Regions from separate parts of the Mus musculus genome. Here region 2 is linked to region 1. A link is a contact called in public promoter capture Hi-C data. All regions are on one chromosome and are shown on one strand. The core of a region is the stretch at or near the end of the contact, and the rest is flanking DNA. Distances in the headings are between cores, read along the strand shown. Region 1 holds the start of Mitd1 (MIT, microtubule interacting and transport, domain containing 1). Region 2 holds the start of Cnnm3 (cyclin M3).

Region 1 (6,692 bases), core at 1,813-4,312:
CCTCAGGAACCCTGCCAACCACTAGGGTTGGCATGTATGTACACATGGGCTCACTTTGTTTGTTGAGAGGACAACTACACCAGCAGCTATGAACACACTTTGTGCTCAGATAGTGACTTTAATAGCACTCGCTTCAAAGGGCTCCTTCAAGAGACAGCTGACAGTCTGCTGCAACCTGAGGAACCAGGAAGTCGGTACTCAGAAATGCAAACCCAAGGGAGCGTATTAAAGGGATACAGACACAACTGAAACAGCTCCCAGTGGCCATACTGGAGTGACTATAGTTAAACAAACACACAACAAAGTTTCAGTTTATAACTGGGACCTACACTGTCATGGATCAGTCCACACTTACATACAAGTAAAGGGACTGGAGCACTGCTCCCAGGAGTGCTGTACAGAACAGCAGGGGTTGCCATTAAGGAGAACAAACTGACATGTAACACTACCTCCACCAGGAGATCAGGGATGGGGAACACCAATGGTGATCAGAGCGGACAGCATTCCAGCCAGGGCTACATAGTGGGAACCTATCATAAAACAGAACAAAACGTTGCTAGCACCTATACTTGATCCCAGGACATGTAATGAAATGACTTCCACCACAAAGCCGATACATTTAACTCCACTTAAGAGAAAAACCACCGTGGACTGAGGGTTATTGTGTGTGCTAGCTAATTTTATGTCACCTTGCCATAAGCCCTGCTTGAGTTCCTGTCCTGACTTCCTCAGTGATGGACTATGATGTAGAAGAGAGATGTGTCTCTCAAAGGAAAATACACCCTTTCCTCCCCAACTTGCTTCCTTTTTTTGGTCATGGTGCTTCATCGTAGCAATAGTAACCCTAACTGTGGAAAACACTTCATTAACACATTTTCAAATATCTCACTTCTCGAAACTGCCAAGGTCATCACAACTAGAAACCCGAGAAACTGGCCAAGAACCCAAGAGCTACACAATCATCATTATATACAATACACACTACATTGGTGTCTGAGTTGGATCCTGGAATATAATAGGACATGGACACCCAACAAAGCTAAAGAAATCTGTCTTAATAAAGCAAATGACGTTAATAACGTACCAATTTGGTTCAGCAGCTGCACTGAGCACCCTACACTAATATTTGATGATAAAGGCAGAAACTGAGCAGGGAAGGTACAGGTCCCTGTACTAAGCTTCACTCACCACTTCTCTTGAAATCTAAAATTGCCTAAAGCTAAAAGCTCATTTATTAAAAAATAAATTAAAAAAAATTAAAGCTGGAACTAGGAATATGTTTCAGAGGTACAACGCTTACCTGGCATGCATGAGTTTCTGGGTTCAACACCTAGTTGAAGCTGGAGGTCTTCTCCCTATTTTGGCTCAAACCTTCTCTTGTCAACAGGTCTACCTGGATCACGCTGTTTCAGTCCTGAATGAGGACTACCTCCACCAAACAGCTTAACATTCGCAGCCACAGCCCTGCCAGCACTTCTGCACCTTGCCTTACTTGAGTACTCGTGTTCTATTGTACTTTGCTGGTTTACCATTTAGTGGCTGTCTCCACTCTGTACACGGGACAGTGCCAGAAGACAAGGACTTTATATTTTGGTTTGGATCTGCTCAAGTCATAGATGTGTCTCTCAAAGCAGCTTCGGCACTCAAGATTCTCTGCTGAAGTTTAATTTCAGATATAAGCAGGCAGCACCATCAAAACTGCTTTTTGTTGTTGTTGTTTTTCCTTTTGGTGAGGGAAGGTACTGGGGATTGAACCCATAGCCTTGCATACAGAATATAAGTGCTCTGAGCTGCAACTCATTTCAATACAGTAGGCATTATTCTTATGTGCGTAGCTTTTGGACCTTGAAGCAATTATACTGCCATCTACTGTACAACAACTTTCCTCTGTACTGTTGCAAATACCAGAAAAATGGGGCTGGAGACATGGCTCAGCAGTTATGAGCACTGGCTGCTCTTCCAGAGGTCCCACATTTAATTCCCGGTGACCACCTGGAAGCTTACAAATGTTTTTTTAACTCTATCTAGTTCCAGGGGATCTGACTATCTTCTGGCCTCCATGGGCACTACACGCACATGGTGTAGATATGACAGGCAAAACACCCATACACATAAAAATAAACTGAAAAATACCATTTATCACATGGGATATATAACCTATTTCTATTTTCTAATATGTTAATATATGAGTATACACAGAAAAACAAAAGGCTGCCAAAACCATTTTTCCTCTCCCTCACCCCGAAAGGTTTGCTGGAGTTTTGTTGTTGTTTTGCTTTTTTACAATGGTTATGCACGTAAACAGCTCTTTACCCCTAAACTACAACACCAGCTCGTAAGTGGTTCTTTAATTAATTTCTCTTTCTAAAGGGTCAAGGTATATATCTATAACGAGGAGTGAACATTCCTGAAAATACAGAACACTGAATTTCCCGTGCAATCAACCGCGTTCTCTGAAATCAACAAATGTCTCTCTTCTTCGAATTCCCAGGACGTAAAGGTAGTAGGCAGCCGTCATAACGGCCTCTCAGCCACCAAAAGCAGCTGCTTTAACAAGTGACAATCACAGGGGCCTGCAAAATCACTGTCTTTAATAAACAGCAACTCCAAAAACTCAGCACTCTAAAATCGCAACATCTTAAAATTAAGCAAGTTTTGCCTTCTTAAAAAAAAATAATAAATTTCACTGACGCTTGGATGGCTCGGACCTAGATCTACACGAGTGAGACTCTCAGAGACACGCGCGTCGCAGCACGACTCGAATAAAGTGACAACCTGGCTGCTTTCAGAAGATCAAGAAATAGGTCTGCGGGACCTCCAACTCGAAACAGAAAGAAAGTCATTTCGTAACTGCAGAGAGAGCCTCTAGCTCCCACGACCGCACTCACCGGCGACCGCTGTGTCCACTCCGAACGTCCCCGCAGCCGGAAGGAGAGGAACAGAGGCAGGTGGACCCAGTGCAACATTCAAACCACGCCGTTGCCGTCACAGACCGTACGGTTCTTTGGTTCCGGGAAAGGTTTTTTTTTTTTTTTGTCCCGGCCCATTCACAACGCGCCATAGAAGACAGCGCAGGCGCAGCGGCGTCACGCGTGCGCTTCCTGGAAGCGCAGTGGGTCAGCTCTTGGAATTTGCTGGCGGTGCCCAGGAGTTGTCACAGTGATGGCTAAGTCCAGCCTGGGACAGGATTCCGATAGCACTGCGGCGGTGGCGGTACTAAAGCGGGCAGTAGAGCTGGATGCAGAGTCCCGGTACCAGCAGGCTCTGGTGTGTTACCAGGAGGGGATTGACATGCTCTTGCAGGTTCTGAAAGGTGAGCGAGTTTCGGTTTCCGCTCTGTCTGGGACTGAGCGGAAACTTAAGAAAACGAAACTTACTAACTACCAGGAAGCATTCAAATTCAGGAGTTATATTCTGATAATCTGCAGGACAACGGAGGTGGTGGCCTTTGCAATAGACCGATGTTATCGCTAAGGACCATAAGAGGCATAACCAAATATAATCTATAAGGCTTGATAGGTCTTGCGTTTGAATCAATTTTATTCTTCGTTGTTGTCAGTTTGTGACATGATTTTTCTCCTTCCTCTGGCTCACCTTCCTGCCCTCACCCCAACTATGATCCATTGAGTTTCACTAGGGTGGAAGTTTGTTTACAGAGCTATGTGCACGTTACCAGCGACTACAGCACTGACTAAATTGTCTCTCCCTCCTCCATCAATGATTATATATTCATTCTCAAGATGGGGGTGCATTCCACGGCCATTTATTCTATGTGCACCAACCAGTTGTCAGTCTCTGCAGTCACTACCCGGTACTGGTGGAAGAGGCTTCTCTGACCATGTGGACTACAGCACTGCTCTATGGGCATAAACATAATGAGGTAGAGGGCAGTTTGGCAGATACATCATGTTGATTTAATAAAACTACAGCAGTAGTAGTACGGCCCCTAGGGCCTAGGACCGCCACAGTCTTGATTTTTAGTTAGGTATAAAGTACCAGATGAGAGTCCCTCTTGTCAAGCAGACTTCACATCCAATCAGAAAGCAGTTGGGTACCACATTTACCACGATTGCGCCAATGGGCTCATCTTTCCCAGATGGTTGGTTTTAACAGAGGGAGTGGCTGAGTAAGACATTTCTCCCCCAGCAGCTTGAGTAGCACCATCCAACACCGTGGTACTATCCAACAAGGAGGACGCTTTCAACCAGCTCCAGTTTGTTCTCGACCTGTGGTCAAGGCATGTGGCATCTTTAGCAATAGGGTCTTATGAATGAGTTTTGATGGACATCCAAAAGCAGGGGCAATCCTGTATTGTTTGGGGGGAACTCACAGCCCACTCTCAGCACTGGGGTGTATCTATCTATCTATCTATCTATCTATTTATTTTTCCTATTTATTTGTTTAGTAAGTTGTGTTTCTGGGAGCAGCTTTATCTATCCACAGAGAATACCTCCACTTAAAAATTTTTTTTTCTCTCTCTCTCTCTCTCTCTCTTTTTTTTTTTTAGCTTGCTGTCCTAGTTAGGGTTTCTGTTGCTGGGATGAAACACCATGACCAAAAGTAAGCTGGGGAGGAAAGGGCTTATTTACTTCCACATTGTAGTACATCATTGAAGGAAGTCAGGACAGGAACTCAAACAGGGAAGAAACCTGGAGGCAGGAGCTGATGCAGAGGCCATGGAGGAGTGCTGCTTGCAGGCTGGCTTGTTCATCATGGCTTGCTCAGCCTGCTCTCTTATAGAACCCAGGACCACCAGCCAGGGGGTGGCTCCATTCACAATGGGCTAGGCCCTTCTCCATCAATCACCAATAAAGAAAATACCCTACAAGCTTGCCAGAGGCCAAACCTATGGAGGCACCCCTCCTCAGAGTTTCTCTGTGTAGCCGTAGCTATCCAAACTCTCTCTGTAGACCAGGCTAACCTTGAACTCATAGATCTGTCTCCTAAGTGCTGAGATTAAAAAGACATGTGTCATAACGCTCAGCTAGGCATTTTCTTAATTGAGGTCCCCTCCTCCTCTCAGATGACTTAGGCTTATGTGAAGTTGACATAAAACTATCCAGCACTTACCAAGTATCAGTACTGTCAGTGTTAGCTAGTGCTCTCCTCCCCAGGCATGGCAGCTAGTTTTATGTCAAGTTGACCCAAGCTAGATTTACCTGAAAGGTGGGAAACTCAATTGAGAAAATGCCCCCGTAAGGTCTATGATTAGCAAAAAAAAAAAAAAAAAAAGGAAGGCCACAGTGTATATCTCTGGAGGTGAGAGAACAATTTGGCAGAGTCACTTCTCATTGTCATTTATGTCTCAGGGATGGAATTCAGGATTTCAGAGTTAGTGGCAAGCACCTTAACCTGGTCTTAGTTAGGGTTTTACTGCTGCAAACAGACACCATGACGAAGGCAGCTCTTATAAAGGACAACATTTAATTGGGGCTGGCTTATAGGTTCAGAGGTTCAGTTTATTATAATCAAGGTGGGAGCAGGGCAGCATCCAGGCAGGCATGGTATTGGAGGATCTGAGAGTTCTACATCTTCATCTGAAGGCTACTAGTGGAAGACTGACTTCCAGACAGCTAGGACTAGGGTATTAAAGCCCACTCCCACAGTGACATACCCACTCCAACAAGGTCACGCCTACCCCAACAAGGGCACACCTCCAAATAGTGCCACTCCCTGGGCCAAGCTTATACAAACCATCACACCTGCCATACTATCTTGCTGGCCCCTGTATTGTGCTTCTGTAACACTGTTTGTGGGAGATAACTGGCAATAGGGGAGCTGTATCAATCCCTTGCAGTGGCCGGCACCTCAGTGACCCTTCTCCACTCAGAGGCTCTGTGCTTCTTAATGTTGTCACACAGGACACACACAGCCTCCTGTTTATGAACCTTTGAAGGAGGGGGTACACTCAAACCATATCCAAGAGAAGAGAGGAGATGTTCATTGTTCAGAGGAAATACACAAAGGATAAAGCCAGTAATGAATGAGAATGATTATACCTAAAGCATTGTGGGTGAGGAAGGGGTAGGAAGGAGGAAGAAAGGAAGGGGGAGAATCAAGAATGACTGACAGCATTCTGAGCTCCTCAGCTGAAGAGGGTGAGGAGGAGGGAGCTACAGCTCTGGGGATATCTCAGTTGGCTGAATGTTTATATAGCCTGCACAGAGCCTGGGGTTTCACTCTCAGGACTATATAAAACTGGGCATGGTGTTAGACACCTGTAATCCCAGCACTTGGGAGGTCAGAGGTTCAAGGTCAGTCTTGGCTACTTTTCTAATTTGAAGCTATTCTGGGCTACATAACATCCTTTCTTAAGGGAAGGGGGGAAAAAACAGGAAGAAGAGCAAAAAAGCCAACTCTAGTAGCATGTGAGTATTGTATGCTGGCTGGTAATTTTTTTTCTCGCACAGGTAAGGGGTAGGAATCCCGAAACTTCCTTATGTGTACCCTACAATTAAGTGAAGAAAATATTTCTAAGTAGTCAAGTTATAAGGAAGGGAATGGGGAAGGCTGGAATGAACTTTACTGGGTCAAAGTTGTCAGCATAACTCATGCTTTAAAATGCACATGCAGTCAGATAGAGACAGAAATACTTTATAAAGTGTGCAAGCCACATGGACTTCTAGCTGGCTGGCTGAGAGAGCCTAGAAGCCATGGTAAGATTGTCTTCTATAAAACTACTATAAAAAGAC
Region 2 (6,692 bases), core at 2,276-4,775, 1.4 Mb after region 1:
ATGATTCTGGAAGAGATGGACCCTATCTGTCCAGGGTCACCCTTAAAAGGCTAATTTGCTGGGCGCTAACAAATACCATCTCCCAGGAAGGAGTCACTAGACTGACAAGCACACCAGATCTCAGTCTCTCTCTCTCTTCTTTGATAAACTAACAGAGCGAGAGAGCCGTGGCAGTCTTCCTAGGACCTGGGAACTCGAAGTAGGCAGGGCTGGCTCCCACTCTGTGAGAAGTGACAACAGCCCAGACACTATACTACCTACTCACTCCCTAGAAAGAGTCTGCAAGACCAAGATCTAGGATAAAGCCAGGACACACCTGAGAGGCCAGACACAATCAGAGCTGCCCACTTAAGCCTCCTGTTCACTTATTCATGATCTATATACAGGTCTCCTGCACAGACAAGGGAGACTGGGAATGCAGGGTGCCCGTCAAGAGCCTGGCACACGCTGAGTTCAATACAAGAGCAGCGAGCTCATCACATCAGAGAGCTGCCTCTTGCAGTGGCTGTCCAAGAAATCACTGACAGGCCCTGGGGCCTGAGACCCACTTCAGGGGGGCTTGCTCCATTTGCTACACCCTATCATGCAGCCCAATCCAGCCAGAGCCCTGGTGCACATCCACCCTCCACTCCAAGGAAGCACGTCTGGTGCGCAGGAGCACCCATGCTCTGCAAAGCAGCCCAAGGAGGAGCATGGAGTGTTATAGAGGAGCCTATACCTTGTTTTTGTTTCAAGACTGTGTAGCCCTGGGTGTTCGTGCACTCAGACATCCGCCTGCTTCTGCTTTCCTAAGTGCTGGGACTGAATGTATGTGCCACCTGTCCCCTAGGGGTCCACATTTAAATATGTGGAGCGGCTCATAGTTTTTACTTTCAACTTTAGATGTTCACATGTATTTGCTCTTGCAGAAGACCTGGGTTTTGTTGCCAGCACCCATACGGTGCCTCACAACCATTTGTAACTCCAGTTCTGGGGGATCCGAAGCCCTCTTCTGACTGTCTCAGGCACCAGACACACACACCGTGTACATAAACACATGCAGGCAAAACACTCACACACAGAAAATAAGTACATCTTAAAAAACAAAAAAGGGCTGATCGCCAGGCCGTGGTGGCGCCGCCTTTAATCCCAGCACTCGGGAGGCAGAGGCAGGCAGATTTCTGAGTTTGAGGCCAGCCTGGTCTACAGAGTGAGGTCCTGGACAGCCAGGGCTACACAGAGAAACACTGTTTCAAACAAACAAACAAAACAAAACAAACAAACAAAACAAAAAAATAGGGGTTGCTCAAAAAGAATGAAAGGAGACATTAAGGTAAAAAAGGGGAGAATGGAGATGGGGTTAGGGAAGAGCAGGTAGCTGACATGCACTGAAAAACAATTTAAATGAAAGAGAGGAAGCAAGAGCACCAGAGGATGCAGGGTTCAGTTCCCAGGACCAGCAGGGTGGCTGGCTGTAATTCCAGTCTCAAGGAACCTAGCGCCTTCTTCTGGCTTCCATAGGCACTGCATGCATGAGGAACAACACAGGCACTCATAAACATAACAATAAAAATCTCAAAAAAAAAAAAAATTAAGAGGGAGAAAAAAGCCAGGAAGGAAAATTAAGTCATTATTCATGAGTTGCTTCCGATGACATTAAAATGGAAGTTCTCTCAGTACCCACAGTAAGTATTATGAGTCCTTTCTAATCCCACAATCTGAAAGGGCCAGGAACCATTACAGGTCCAGCTAATTTAATGCTAAAAAGGCAAAGACAACAGTTTCCAGTTACCTAACCCTCTTGACATCATTTTAGTTACTATCCAAGAATCTGGGGCAACTAGGAAGCCCAAGTGCACAATACAGCCCAGGAGAAGGAAACCTCTGGGATTAGAGCCAAGTAGGCATGCTTGCTGCCTGCCAATGGATCTTTTTATTCATTCATTTACTTTTGAGACAGAATCTTTAGTCCAGGCCGGCTTCCATCCTTCTAAGTAGGTAGGCCACTGCTTGGGTTTATGTGGTACTGGGTAATGGTCAGGGCTTCATGTATGTTAGGCAAGCACTGAGCTACATCCCCAACTTTTTTAAAATTTTCTATTTAACAAACAGGGTAACCACCTTCCGATCCTCCCGCATCAGACTCCCATAGCACTTCCTTCCGCTTCTAAAAGGTGGGTCTTTAAATATTTCCAAAGGTCATTCGCAGGTACAAGGCCATCACTTTCTGGGGCCTTTCTAACAGGGGCGTCCCCTTACCTCGCTTGAACTCCTCCAGGACAGCGTCCAGTTTGGTATCGTTGAAGACAAAGTGGAGTGGATGGTTGTAGAAGCGGGTGATGGTGCTGAGCGGTGTGCAGTCCTCGGGCTCAACGATAGCCAAGTCTTTGAGGTAGAGCATGTCCACGATGTTGGAGCGCTCCTCCTCGTACACTGGGATGCGCGTGTGGCCGCTCTGCATGATGCTGGCGAGGACGCTGAAGTCTAGGACAGTGCCGGAGTCCAGCATAAAGCAGTCTTCGAGCGGCGTGAGCACGTCCTCCACGGTCCGGGAGCGCAGCACTCCCTTGCTGAGGTCGCTGTAGGGGTCGCCGCCGCCGCGCGCCAGCTCCAGCACGCGCTCCCGCAGACGCCCCGGCCGCGCTGCCAGCTCCAGCAGCTGCCCGACCGGCAGCGCCACGGGCAAGGTGAGCAGCACCGCCAGGCGGCTGAGGCCCAACGCGCGCGGCGCCAGCGCCAGCGCCCAGCGTCCGCTCACGGCGGCCGGCAGCACCTCACCCACCAGGAACACCAGCCCCGCGCAACCCAGCACGGCGGGCACGGCGCGCTGGCCCGCCGCCCCGTACAGCAGCACGGCCAGTGCCGCCTGCGCCAGGCTGGCCAGAAGCAGCAGCGCGCCCAGGGCGCAGCCGGCCCAGCGCCGCGCGGGTTCCAGGCGCCGCGCCGCCGCGCGCTCCGCCTCCGAGCCGCTCTCGCGCAGCACCTGCACCTCGGCCGGCGCCAGCGCCAGCGCGCTCAGCTGCAGGCCGCGCGCCACCGCCGCCAGGGCCAGCAGCCCGGCCGCCCCCAGCCCCAGCGCCCAGGGCGGCGCCGCCTCCTCCGCGGCCCCACCACCCGGCTCCACGCGCACCGCCAGCAGCGCGGAGCGCGGGTGGCCGGCCTCGGCGCGCAGGCGCAGCAGCGCGCGCCACTCGCCCGTCGGGGCGGCCGCCTCCTCGGGCTCCGTGGCCCGTCCGCCCTCCGGGCAGCCTGCGCCCTCGGCGGCTACCCAGGTCCAGGAGCTGTTGGCCAAGCCGGAGCAGAAGAGTCGCAAGCACAAAGTGGCCTCTGGCGCTGCCCTTCCGCGCAGGGAGCCCGCGCCCGGTGCGCTGTCCTCTTCCGTGCAGAAGTTCAGCAGTCCCGCGCCCGGCGCCGGCGCCGCCTCCCCTGCGGTGCTGCCCAGACAGAACGCGGCAAGCACCCAGCCCAACCAACCCACCACAGCCGCAGCAGCCGCCGCCATGGCCTGCTACCCCTTCTGGGCCTCGGGCGCAGCCTACCCCACTCACCCGCGCCTCTGTTGTTGCAGCCAATCGGCGCGGGCCTCCGCGTCACTTTGACCAATAAGCGGCTGGCGGGGGCGGGCTCTGGGGAGAACTAGGCTGCGCCGGGGAGTAAACAAGCGGCGCGGGGCGGGGCGAGCCGGAGGGGCGTGGGGCTCCGCAGGCAAGGGAGGACGCGGGGCGGCTGTCTGGGACGGCCTCGGAGTTCCCGGCGCGTGTGGACGAGCAAAGGAAGGTCATTAACCCTCTGGCCAGCAAGGCTAAGGGCTGAATAAGAACCAGGGACTGGGCACAGGGAAACCTGGAGTCGTTTGTTTAAAACATTTTCTTATCATTTGTATTTGTATGTGGGTTTGCGCTTGCGAGGGCAGTGCTTTGGGCAGACGCAAGAGGGCGTCGAATTCCCCCTGGAGCTGGAGTTCCAAGCTAATGGGAAGCTGTGCTGGGAACTGAACTCTGGTCCTCAGCACACATTCTTAACCTCACCCAGCTCTATTGGTTTGTTTTAAAGCTAAAGTCTCTTAGCTTTGCGTTGGGCTCTGTGGATATCAAGACAGACACCTGCTTTTGAGGAAGATGCCTTGATAGGAAGGTCCATAGTAAATACTCAAACCCAGAAAAATCTGTTTCCTTGAATCTTCACACTTGTTTCATGTAATTAAGCTTACAATAAAACGATGTTTAGAGACTGATTCTGTGTGCCTTTGGTTTCTGACATGCACCTGACATTCGGGTCATTCAGCCATGCAGGGAGATAGCAGCTGTCAGGAATTTCCATACATGCTAGCTTCACAACCACAGTTTATTCTGATTCCTCGGGTTGAGAAAGCTGTTTGAGAGGGTTCTTTTTGTCCTTATTTTGGAAGACACCTGCATGATCAGATGGAGCATTCTTCGTTCATTGTATGTGGTCTTTATGGGATTAGCTTCTCTATGGGTATCCCTGTTTTTTGCATTTTTCTCTCTACTTTCTCCCTAAATGTACTAAGACATGTACACATCTTATACATATGTTTTGTTTTGTTTTGTGTCTGTGTGGGCCCAAGTGTATGTATGTGTGTTGTGTATGCAGGTGCCGAAGGAGGCTAGAAGAGGGCACTACATCCCCTGGAACTAGAGTTGACATTTGTGAGCCACCATGTTGGTTCTGGGAACCAGGCCTTCTGCAAGAGTGGTAAGTGCTCTTAACCACTGAGTCCATCTCTCCAGCCTCTTGAATTTTTTTTCTAAAATGGATTCTGTAGACATAACTGAAACAGTCCCACATGGCATATGTGCATACACGCAAACATACACATACAAACATCAATTTTTTTTTTGAGACAGTGTTTCTCTGTGTAGCCCTGGCTGTCCTGGAACTCTGTAGACCAGGCTGGCCTCGAACTCAGAAATCCACCTGCCTCTGCCTCCCAAGTGCTGGGATTAAAGACATGTGCCACTACTGCCTGGCCAAACATCAATTTTAAAATAACAATAAAAAAATGTAACAAAGCAAACACCTCATAAATGGGGGCAAGGTATGATCTCCCTGGCTAGCTTGTGCATCTTAGCTCCATGTGCTCTTCATTTGCTCGTGTGACAAGCATTTCCTACACTGAGTGTGTGCGGGACAGGTAACTTCCCAAAGGCTGGAACTCTGGCAGGGACAACAGCTTCCACCCTCGTGGTGCTCAGAACCAGTGCTGGGATCCCAGGAAACATTTTAAGACCCGGTTGGAAGTGTTATAAGGAGAGGACGAGGAAACATTGGGGAGATGATGCTAACGGAGATGTAGGTAATCAAGGAGGGAACATTTGAACAGAGGTTGATATGAGGGGCAAGCCTTATAAGGTCTGGGAAGAAAGGTCCCAGAGAGAAGTGACAGGAGGGGCGAAGGCCTGGGACAATGATCTCTTCCCCACAAAGCTAGAGCAGCTGGTATGTCGCAGGGGTTCAGCACCAAACACACTTGTGATGGACAACAGACCGCTCCAACTTTATCCCATCTCTGTATACACGGCTCCAACTTCATCCCATCCCTGTATACACATTTCTACGTTAGCCTTTCATTTGGGGTATTCTTTCCATTGCCTACCCAAGTGCAAATCTTTTTCCCCTGATGGCAGGGCCTTCCTTTGTAGCCTAGGCTGGCCTCAAATTCCTGATGCTACTGCCTCAGTCTCTTGTGTGCTGAGATGACACGTGCCAGCACGAACAGCTTACCCAGGGTACTGGAAGAAAGGAAAGCAAATGGAGACCAGCCAGCTCAAAAACAACGTTACCAACCAGGGCTGGGCGTGGTGGCACACATCTCGAATCCCAGCACTTGGGAGATAGAGGCAGGTGAATCTCTGAGTTTGAAGCCAGGCTGGTCTACAGGGCAAGTTCCAGGACAGCTAAAGGTACATAATAGAAACCCTGTCTCAAACAAACGAAACATGGTGGTGCATGCCTGTGATACCAGCACCCAGGAGCTAGAGGCAGTGGGTCACCACCACATGAGACCAACGTGGGCTCCACATGGAGACCCTCTACCAAGCACAAATAAAACAACCTCCCATTCCAGCCCTGCGGGGTTCTCTGGCCTTGGTGCCCAAGACTGCACATGCTAGTTCTCAGCACGTGTGCTTGCCACCAAACTGTTCCACAGCTGCGCTTCTGAGCGATAACCTAGGCAGCACAGCAAGGAAACCTTAGGTCTGCCATTTCAGATGGACACTCCAACCCCCCAAAGCCATTGACATAGACAAAGTCGTTTCTGTGTGTTGTGAAACGACACCATCCTACTATTGCATGGAGCCCAAACAGCCCTCAGCCCCCAGAGCGGAAGGAGGGCTATTTGTTCATTGGTTGCTCCATTCCAACACTCACTAGCAGAATCCTATGACATCGGACTTATTTGCCCTGCATGTCTGCCAGCACCGGCCTCTCCACAACAACTCCTGTGACAACTGCCTTGATTATATATACTTTGTAAATTACAGTTCTTCTTGTATTTCCCTTCCAAATGGTTCTACAATACTCAACTGCCCTTGTCCTGTCACAAGTGACAGCTAGTCACTTGTCTCTACAATATACAGCAAATAGTCCAGAAACAAAATACCAAAGTTATATGCTCACCAAAACTTATATACATTTCATTTTTTATTACCAATCAAAAATAAAGTCCATATATTGTTTAGCAAATATTA

The links. Promoter capture Hi-C pulls out the DNA fragments that hold promoters and counts their contacts.
Region 2: a promoter capture Hi-C map of second pharyngeal arch cranial neural crest shows a contact between it and region 1. The contact joins the promoter of Cnnm3 here to the promoter of Mitd1 in region 1. A contact is called at or near these places in 4 of 39 promoter capture datasets (the 3T3-L1 cell line, liver, pre-B cells and 1 more), 1 of 115 datasets of contacts at active chromatin or transcription factors (astrocytes) and 1 of 9 other capture datasets (liver).

Annotation. Positions count from the first base shown.
Region 1 is chr1:37,886,781-37,893,472 of GRCm38.p6, reverse strand. Mitd1 (MIT, microtubule interacting and transport, domain containing 1) reads left to right here and starts at 3,062. Exons shown (of 7, transcript NM_026913.3): 1 at 3,062-3,313. The coding sequence starts at 3,163. It overlaps Mrpl30 (mitochondrial ribosomal protein L30), which reads right to left and starts at 2,996. Exons shown (of 6, transcript NM_027098.3): 1 at 2,889-2,996; 2 at 450-530.
Region 2 is chr1:36,508,700-36,515,391 of GRCm38.p6, reverse strand. Cnnm3 (cyclin M3) reads right to left here and starts at 3,525. Exons shown (of 8, transcript NM_053186.3): 1 at 2,239-3,525. The coding sequence starts at 3,481. Cnnm4 (cyclin M4) reads right to left here. Exons shown (of 7, transcript NM_033570.2): 7 at 6,616-6,692.